Regions from separate parts of the Drosophila melanogaster genome. Here all the other regions are linked to region 1. The links are chromatin contacts, called in public Hi-C maps. All regions are on one chromosome and are shown on one strand. The core of a region is the stretch at or near the end of the contact, and the rest is flanking DNA. Distances in the headings are between cores, read along the strand shown.

The links. Hi-C and Micro-C count contacts between places; a contact is called where the count stands out from the background.
Region 2: a Hi-C map of the Kc167 cell line shows a contact between it and region 1, with 3 times the contacts expected there. The contact joins the promoter of dah here to the promoter of Scamp in region 1. A contact is called at or near these places in 1 of 1 datasets of contacts at CTCF or cohesin (the Kc167 cell line), 41 of 107 Hi-C or Micro-C datasets (the D17-c3 cell line, the Kc167 cell line, the ML-DmBG3-c2 cell line and 15 more) and 2 of 6 datasets of contacts at active chromatin or transcription factors (both in the Kc167 cell line).
Region 3: a contact with region 1 is called in a Hi-C map of the Kc167 cell line, with 4 times the contacts expected there. The contact joins the promoter of CG9164 here to the promoter of Scamp in region 1. A contact is called at or near these places in 36 of 107 Hi-C or Micro-C datasets (the Clone 8 cell line, the Kc167 cell line, the ML-DmBG3-c2 cell line and 11 more) and 1 of 6 datasets of contacts at active chromatin or transcription factors (the Kc167 cell line).

What each region holds. Positions count from the first base shown.
Region 1 is chrX:15,448,452-15,451,397 of dm6, forward strand. It overlaps Scamp (scamp,), which reads right to left and starts at 1,432. Exons shown (of 5, transcript NM_167442.2): 1 at 1,254-1,432; 2 at 408-1,057; 3 at 1-129. The coding sequence starts at 1,316. The coding sequence ends at 782. It overlaps Ahcy (Adenosylhomocysteinase), which reads left to right and starts at 1,810. Exons shown (of 3, transcript NM_001298339.1): 1 at 1,810-1,964; 2 at 2,216-2,406; 3 at 2,944-2,946. The coding sequence starts at 1,940.
Region 2 is chrX:15,326,943-15,329,888 of dm6, forward strand. It overlaps dah (discontinuous actin hexagon), which reads left to right and starts at 1,400. Exons shown (of 6, transcript NM_078607.3): 1 at 1,400-1,730; 2 at 1,794-2,010; 3 at 2,068-2,925. The coding sequence starts at 1,502. Top1 (Topoisomerase 1) reads left to right here. Exons shown (of 8, transcript NM_001014742.2): 8 at 1-1,087.
Region 3 is chrX:15,383,953-15,386,898 of dm6, forward strand. CG9164 reads right to left here and starts at 1,489. Exons shown (of 5, transcript NM_167440.3): 1 at 959-1,489. It overlaps Cngl (Cyclic nucleotide-gated ion channel-like), which reads right to left. Exons shown (of 20, transcript NM_167441.5): 20 at 2,086-2,946.

The sequences.
Region 1 (2,946 bases), core at 182-2,681:
GAAGCACGGCTTTACACAAAAGTTATCCGGCAGCGGTGGCCAGTTGTTCAGCTGCGGCACATTGCCCTGTAGCTGCTGCTCGCGGCGGTCCAGTTCGGCGGCCTTGCGGTCCAACTCCTCCTGCCGGCGCTGGATACAATGAAAATCATATGATTATCGACTGTTTTATATATACATTTTGTATGACTTAATAAATTGGCCGTATATGGTAAATACTTTAAATCTTATTCATTTACATATTTGGGAAAACAAAGGCGAAATTCAATGATAGGAATTCACATCCAAATCTTGAGTTTGTTAAACTTCTATCTTAACCTCAGGCATTTGGCCTATCTATAGGAAATATTCTGTACAAGAATAAAGTGCAAACTTAAGCCTCCAAATCATATGTATTTAGATCTACTAACTAGTATTTCTTGAATTATTGTGTAGGGCCGAAGAAGCCAAGTAAATCAAGAGAAACCGCAGTTTGCACAGTGAAGACTCGGCGCGGCAGCCGCTTCTAGTCTCAACCAGATAAATGCTCCAAAGCGGATATATCGTTGGCAGATCGAGATAAGCCCGCTTATCTTTCTGACTCTTGATGGAGAGTAAAATGTGATATGCCTGCCCTAATCCCGGCACTCTAGCAAAGTGATTACTGTACAGACTTTTAGGGCAAACTTTTAGTGTAACTGTGTGGTGTGGTCCATTTCGATTGTTTCCGAGTATTTGGATGTACATATGCGGTTTTTGGAGTATTGCGGATGTGGCCATGCCGGCACAGCACACCGCAGAGTGCTCACTGTTGTGTGGGCGGTAACGCGAGACGACCGGCCAAGTGGGTTACCTGCAGCTCCTCCGAGGTGATCTGTATGCTGGTGCTAGGCGCCGAGGCGCCCAGGGAACTGGTCTGCGGGGGCGGAATGTTCTGCGATAGCGGCTGGACCACCGCCGCCGTGTTCGTTGAGTTGATCTGCAGCTGCGGCTTGGCCTGCTCCTCGAATGGATTGTAATCCTCAAGAGAGACAAGGGCGGCGCCGCTCTGGAGTCGTCGTGCCTGCTGGATGGCGGGGTCCTGCGGGGGAAAACCGGGAAATCCCAATCAGAAACCAATTCATTCAACATATGTGACGAATGCACCCAACACACACACACACTACACTCACAGGCACGCACACCAACACCCCACCTTTGCGTACGTGTGCGTGTGTGTGCGATGGGTTTTTTCTTCGGCTTCCGCGCTCTCTCTCCTAGCTCTTCTATCGCCTCACCGCAAACGGATTGTCCAGATTGGGCTCCCCGAAGGGATTCTCGTCGAGACCGGAGCCGGACATGGGAATTCTACTTTGGATACGGCTGTTCAATGACCAGAAAAACGCACTGACTCGCACTTTGCTTTTCGCTGTGTATATTTTCCCTAAGACTCTGCTCAGTTATCGATGTCGGTTTTAGTGATGGTTCAGCATCGATAAGCTTTCGTTGGGAATCAAAGTGTAGGCCTCAAATATCGAAAGAATTACTTTAAAGAATTAATGTTATTTGAATTACATATTAAATTCATTTTGGCAGAAAAACTTATTATTTAACACATTTAACATTAATCTAGAATTCTGAAAAATGTGAATAACTGGTATACAATGGTCTGATTTTTTAGGACCTATTAATACATTTTATTAAAATGATAGCAAAAAGAAAAGATTCTATATACAATTGGATGTAAACCAGCAGTTATCATATGAATTTTAAATTTAAATGGCAACAATCGTGCCAATCGGAACTGCTCCAGCTGAACCAGCTGCGTGGAACCAGTTCCCATCCCTGGGGCCGCCATTCCGCAATTGGAATTCTAGTGTCTTGGGTTGCGATTCGATTCATTTACCGCTGCCCGCGTCTCCAATTCGGTTGTGTGCGATTCTGTCTGCTCCGCATCCAAGTCAAACATCCAATCCTTGCAAGAATGTCGAAGCCCAGCTACAAAGTCGGTGAGTTGCGTTATAAATAAACCCAAACGGATGGCAAACTCTCGAATCGAATCTCCGGCCGGCAACAGGCGACATGTGCGGGTGAATTGCATCTATTCATGAGCACATGTTTCTGAGGTTAAAAGAGAGACAAAACAGAGGAGAGCACGTTGTTGCTGGGGCAAAAAACGTAGAAATTCAGACCGTATGGTGTATAAATCAACAGTGCCTGCTTATCTGACCCTATCTCCCTTTTATATCCCACTCGACAGCCGATATCAGTCTGGCGGAATGGGGACGCAAGGCGATCATTATTGCGGAGAACGAGATGCCCGGTCTGATGGCCTGCAGGAAGAAGTACGGCCCATCTAAGCCCCTCAAGGGCGCCCGCATCACCGGCTGCCTGCACATGACCGTCCAGACCGCCGTGCTCATCGAGACCCTCGTCGAACTGGGCGCTCAGGTGGGTTCAGTGCCTCTTTGGCGCTCTAAATGATTTTATGCATCGTACCACCATTCGAATTGTATGCCCAACTGTAGGTCTGAACAGTCGGGATAATACACAAAGATAGCATCATTTCAATACTAAAAACCATTTCAAAAACCATAAAACCGACCAAAATTCCGTAAGGAAATTGTAAATTAGGTAGAAAGATAGGTATCTCCAAGCATTGTCCAAGGGCTGGTCCCTTATCACCTTTGGTTTACGCACCAATTTGAATAACAAAACTTTCGTTTAACAGCAGGGGGGCAAGTTCAAGGCGCCCAAGATAAGACCTCCAGATTGTTATTTCCTCTGACGCAGCACCATCTGCTTCAATCCTCGCACATGGCAACTATTTTCTGCCAAATGCTGATGTCCTGAAATACATAGATTTCCTGATATAGATCAATCCTATATGCAATGCAAATCAGTTTGCAAATATCTATATAATTTAGGTTCCTTCCCATCCACATCTCAACTTCAACGCATGAACTACATTTTCATTCTTTTATCCAGGTC
Region 2 (2,946 bases), core at 150-2,649, 120 kb before region 1:
CAAACTGAACAGAGAAACCTTGTAGCCCAACTTTTAGCATAGCATAATTTATTCAATTCAACTCTGAAGCAGCGCTATTTGTCGACCGACCGCCCCCGAAAATGAAGAACAAAGCCACATTGGATGGATCTCGATGTGGTTTCGCTTTGATTTCGTACCTTATGATCATTTTAGTTAACATTTCGAAATATACAAATGCTAAATTGATTTGCAGACAGACCCTTAACTTTCTATACTCTAAGCAGACAGGTTTCAAGTTCTCAACCGCAAACCAAGCCGCCATCACACTGAAAACCAATTGCAGATACAAATCAAACGAGCAATTCAAATAACTCGATGAACCAAAACAGAAACACAGCCAGCAAACCAGTCGCAGCGAAAGAAAGAACTTTAATCTGAAAGAAAGGAACTTTATACATATAGAATCTATAGAAGTATGTGCAATTAAGTGAGCTAAAACTATACCTTAAACCTTGTAAAAATCGAGCCTTCACTTGAATCCTTCAGTCGACGAGAGCAGTGGATTCAGGTGGAGTTAGGAACATCCCCAACATCCATGTGCCCCAATCCCATCAGCTACGATTATGGCCGTACTTTTAACTAAGCAAATCGATGGAAATTTATATCTCGCCTCACGCCCCCCCTAGCATAAATGGCAAACGCGCATTGCAAATGAAGAGCGAACGATCTTTATATACATACATATAAACACACACACACACACGCCCAAACACATATTATAATTAGTGATTGATATAATGTGAACGCAAACATCTGTGTGCGTTTGTCGTGGATTCGCATACGGAAGCGGGAGAATGCTTTTAAAAGGCAAAAAAAAAAGTTAAATAAACTAATTACGAACCCTTCTTCGAACGCCCAGCCCCGCCCCGCCCCGCCACAACACTCACATATAAACTTGGCATATTATAATATTGATATAAGCAAACAAAAAACAACAAGCGAAATGATAAGAAACCCACTATTTTAAATCGAAAGCAAAGTAAATGAAAAACAAAATAGCATAAGTGAATGTAATTGCAATGGAATGATGCAAATATACATAAAATATATATTTAATTTTAAAATCTATGTGACACTCTTTCCATTTCCTCGTTTTGGGTAATTATTCGCATTCAAAAGAAGGGTTTTTAAATAACTTTGTTTTGTTTTTGAAATTGGGAAAATACTATGGTGAACCCAAGTTGTTCAGTTTACATTTCCCGTTGCTCAAACTTATTTACCAATTATTATATCATGGTCAAATATTCTTAGAACGAACGGATGACTTAATTAATGATAATAATAATTTTGAATCAAATTTAAAGCGCTAACGGTTCGGCGAAGTGATATCGATAACACGCGCGGCGTTGCCACCTCACGCCACACAATTTGACTTTTGCGCTAACGGAAGAGGAAGAGATCGCGAGAAACGACGCGTTTAAAAGAGACTGAAATTAATTCGAGAATCAAGGGAAATATATAACAATAAACGCCTGACAAAATGCTGAGATCGTCGGTGCCCGTGCAGCTGACAAAACTGCGAAATAGCGCCGAGGCCGTGGCGTCCATTGCCCGCGAAAAGGGATCCCAAGGTGGCCAAGGACAAAAGCAACAGGTGGACAAAGAGCTATCCACCATCATGGATGACTTGCAGCGGGATTACGGGAATTACAAGTACACGGTATACCGGTGCGCCAGTAAATTTGTGGCGCTGCAAAAGATATTTCACAGTGAGTCAGTCGCGTAGGTGGTCCATTCGAAGGAGTCCCCAAGGATTAACCTTCAAATTGCAGCTGGAAAAATCCCCTACAAGCTGGTTTTGGCCATTTTGGATCGCCATAACTTGAGTGGTGGCCTGGAACTGATGGTTCCTCCATTCCAGTTGACCTCCCTGCTGCACGATGTATACTTTGCCTGCGAGAAACTAGGCCATTTCAACCAGGATGCGAACTATAAACTGGACAGGGCAACCGGGCTGTTGGCCAACTTCTTCTGGAATGTCTACGATCCGTGGGTTGAGTTTCTGGCATCTTAAGAATATGTCTGATATTTGATTGGTTTCGCTAGGCAACGCAGACACTCCATATCCCTGTTAGAGATCAGGATCACCTTCATACTGCTGTGCAAGCTATATAGCAGCGATCACCTGGTGGGCGACATCTTTGGCCTGCTGGCCGATCCCAAGTCGCAGATCATCTCCAGATATGCATTCGAACAGCTCCTAGCCACGCTGAGCAAGTTACTCAGCTATTTGGGCGAGGCCAAGGCCTATGGCGTCCACAATCTTCCGTTGGCTATGGAGCAGTGCTTTGCCCGCTGTCCGCATGGCGTTGGTGGACTGACCGAGCCGCAGTTCCACAAACTCTGGACGGGAGCGGGTGTCCAGACGAGATTCCTGATCTATGGCAATCTGCTGGCACTGGTGAAACGCATCGAGGACACCGAGCATTTGATTCACAGTAATTCTTGTGCCGGCTGCCGCAAGGAGCACATTGTGGGCATACGTTTCCGGTGTCAGGTGTGTAGGGATATATCGTTGTGCCTGCCCTGCTTTGCAGTGGGCTTCGCTGGTGGTCGCCACGAGCCGGGTCATCGGATGTGCGAGGTCTTCGTGGAGGATCAGCCGCCATTGCGTTGGACCCGCCACCTGGCCAGGCTGTGCGGCTGGCTGGTGATGCCGCGCAAAACACAGGAGGAGGAGCGTCGCGGCTTCTGTAATGCGCAGGAGAGTGGGCCCGCCTTGGGTCAATCCGCTGCCACGCCCATTCCCGCAGAGACGCGCAGTGTGCGCAGTCAGTGCCAGGAGAAGGACCGCACAGTTGTCCTGCAGCAACAGCAGCAGGAGCTCTGCTCCCTGACGGGTCTAGCCAGCGAGGCGTCCAGCAGGCTGCAGTCCATCATCGATCGATTGCTTTTGCAAAATGCGTGGGTGTTTTCCCTTCTTTC
Region 3 (2,946 bases), core at 239-2,738, 64 kb before region 1:
TGGTGGTGGGCCAAAAACTAGTTCAGCGCTGAAACAAGACGCAAACAAAAACAAAACCCAAGGCGGAAAAAAGGAGAGCGGCATAAAAAATAGGAAAGCTGAACGTGCACTGCGAGAAATTAGCGAGAGTGTAATTTCCATAGATTTTTCTGGCTAGCGCTTATGTACAAGTGATCAGGAATAGCTAATATAAGAAACAAAAAATTAGCTAGCTAATATGTTATTAATCATATATAATAGGTTTTATGTAGTTTTAGAACTACCATTCAGTTTTTATCACAAAATATGCAATGAGTTTGATGATTTTGATGATTTTATATTTTTTTCAGTGCATGCTAGAGACTATATAATGAAATGGCTCGGCGGCCGCAAAAGGGAAATAGAGAGATATCATAAAAAATGAGCACCACCAGCTTCGCGGCACCGATGTGCGGCGGTCAGAAGGGGTTGGCTGGCAATAATTTGATTGTTTTGCGGCATAAATCAGACAAAAGCCAAGCACATTAGCGCAGCCAACATAATGGGAGGAAATACAAAAAAAAAAAAAGGAAAAAACCCAGAGAACCCAAAACTCGGAAACAACGTTGGCATCGCAGGTGGAATCGGTGGCCCAGCCCACAGGTTTACATAATGCTTGCAAGAGCGGTTACCGAGCCCCCAAACGAATGTGGAAGGGGCAGTTCACCCAATGAATATGCATTTTGATTGCTAGACCAAAGCCAAACAAATGTGCAGAATAATCAAAAATAAACACAGCAATGGGGCAATGTGCGATGAAACAATGCATGCGATCAAATAAACAATGTTCTTGCGGCGAAAGAAATCGAATCGCTTATAGTACATTTCGCATATTTCTCATTTTTCAGAACCATTCGTTTGAATGTAAACAAATCATTTGCTGCGTTTGCTCAACAAATGTATAAATGTACATACATATGTATATGTAAGTTGTACTCACCGATACCGATTCCGGATCCTTGTCCCCCCTTTTACGCCGCTCACAACCACCCACCAACCGACCAACCGAACAGCGACAAACACGCCCAGAATTCGCAGCTACATGTCAAGCGAGAAATTCGCAATCACAATCGCAATTCAGGGAACTGCTGATAAGAATGGGGCAATCACAAGGCTCCAATTCGCGGCGATTCACTGTTTAAAAACGGCAAGAACACATTGGATACTAACAATAACACACACGCACACTTGCGCACACACTGGCAACAAAAAAAAAAATCACTGTGAAAAAAATAAACAAATCCGGTGGCAGGCAGCAGCAGCAGCAACAACAATCGCCAACACAGGGCCAAACAAACAAAAAACGGCAGCAAAACAAATGTGAACTATTTATTTGTGCCACTCGGCCCACACGTCGTATGCGCAATGCTTGGGTTCGCACTCGTTGGGTGTTGTGCGCTGTGTGCTCCGTGTGCTCCGTGTGTCCGAGAATTTCTGTTCGGCTCGGAGGAAGTGGAATCCACACGGTACAACCAGCAGCAGCAGAAGCAGCAGCGGTAGCAGCAGCAGAAGAAGAAGCGGCATCAGCATCGCACTGGGGGATGATTGAAAGCTTTTTTTATTGGATGGCGTTGCCACTGAAGCGGAAAAGCTCCAATAGTAACCCCTTTTTTTCAGCAGCTGGGCATGATTTGGGGTCTTTTTGAGGGCTCTGCGCCGGCGCCGATCTCAAATGAAGTTTCCAGAAATGCTCAGTAGGTGGCCATTGCCACAGTAACCCCCTTGAGGCAATATTTATTGATTAAATTTGCATTTATCGATTATGATGTATCGTATTTGAAAGAGGCTATTTGATTCTTGTATTACAATAAGCTAATATTCTTTTAAAATATAACCAAACAGCTGGGCAACACCTAAGCGGCTTTTTAACTTTGCGCAGGCGCCTATCTCTTTCATAGTTTCCATAAGTGCCCAATAGGTGGCTGATGATAGAGTTACCCATATAAAGTAAGCTTTATTGATTATATTTGCATTAGTCGTTAGCAATTGAAATGTTTTAAAATAAACTAAATATTATAATAGTTTTGAATACCGCCCATCCAAATAAAATTATTCCGTAGTTTTTTTACATTTTCTTCTTTTATTCAAATAAGTTCTGCTTGCCTCGATTTCTCATTCATATTTCACCTTGCCTGCTGGGGGGTTTAGCTTCACTTGCATCGGTTTTTCGTGGTTTCATTTAGTGTTCGAATTTGGGATTCGTGTTATTTTGCAGCAACATCATACCTTGTGGTGAGTAAAAGCTGATATGATGTAGATTTGGCACACTACAAAGTAACTCGCAACCGAAGGCAAGTTTGTTGTCATATTCGTTTGTATTCACTTTTATTTGCGCTTCTTTAACATGTGCTAATTTCTCTGTTTGTTTTCATTTTTGCTTTGGTTTAGTTCTCATTTAGTTTAGTTTAAATTATTTTTTGCGTATAATTTCACTATAAGTACATTTTCTTTAGTATTCGGTCAACATTGCGAAATTAGCAATTAGGAGGAAAAAAAATGTATTTATACATTTATATTGGAATTTACTCTAGACTCGTGGGACTTATTATGCGCTACCTTAAACTAATGTACAAAAATATCGGTAACTTAAATACGAGCAATTTAAAATTTAAAATCAACAACGACAACAATTCGCGGTATTCAATGCAATATAGTACAATACAGAGTAGGTCAAAATCGGTCATCTGGCATATCTTCAGTTAAAAACAATCGATTAAAAATGATCCATATACATAATTGACTCACAGAGTTTTTCGTTGACTGACAACAATTGAACCGAGAGTGAGTGGTACGTAAGAAATCAGTTAGACATACTTGTATATATAAAGATTTTTATATATATATATATCGGGAATGGGGCCTATATAATGGGTGCCTGGCTAAGGGTATATCGATGATTATATGATGACTACCTTCTGGTCAATAACA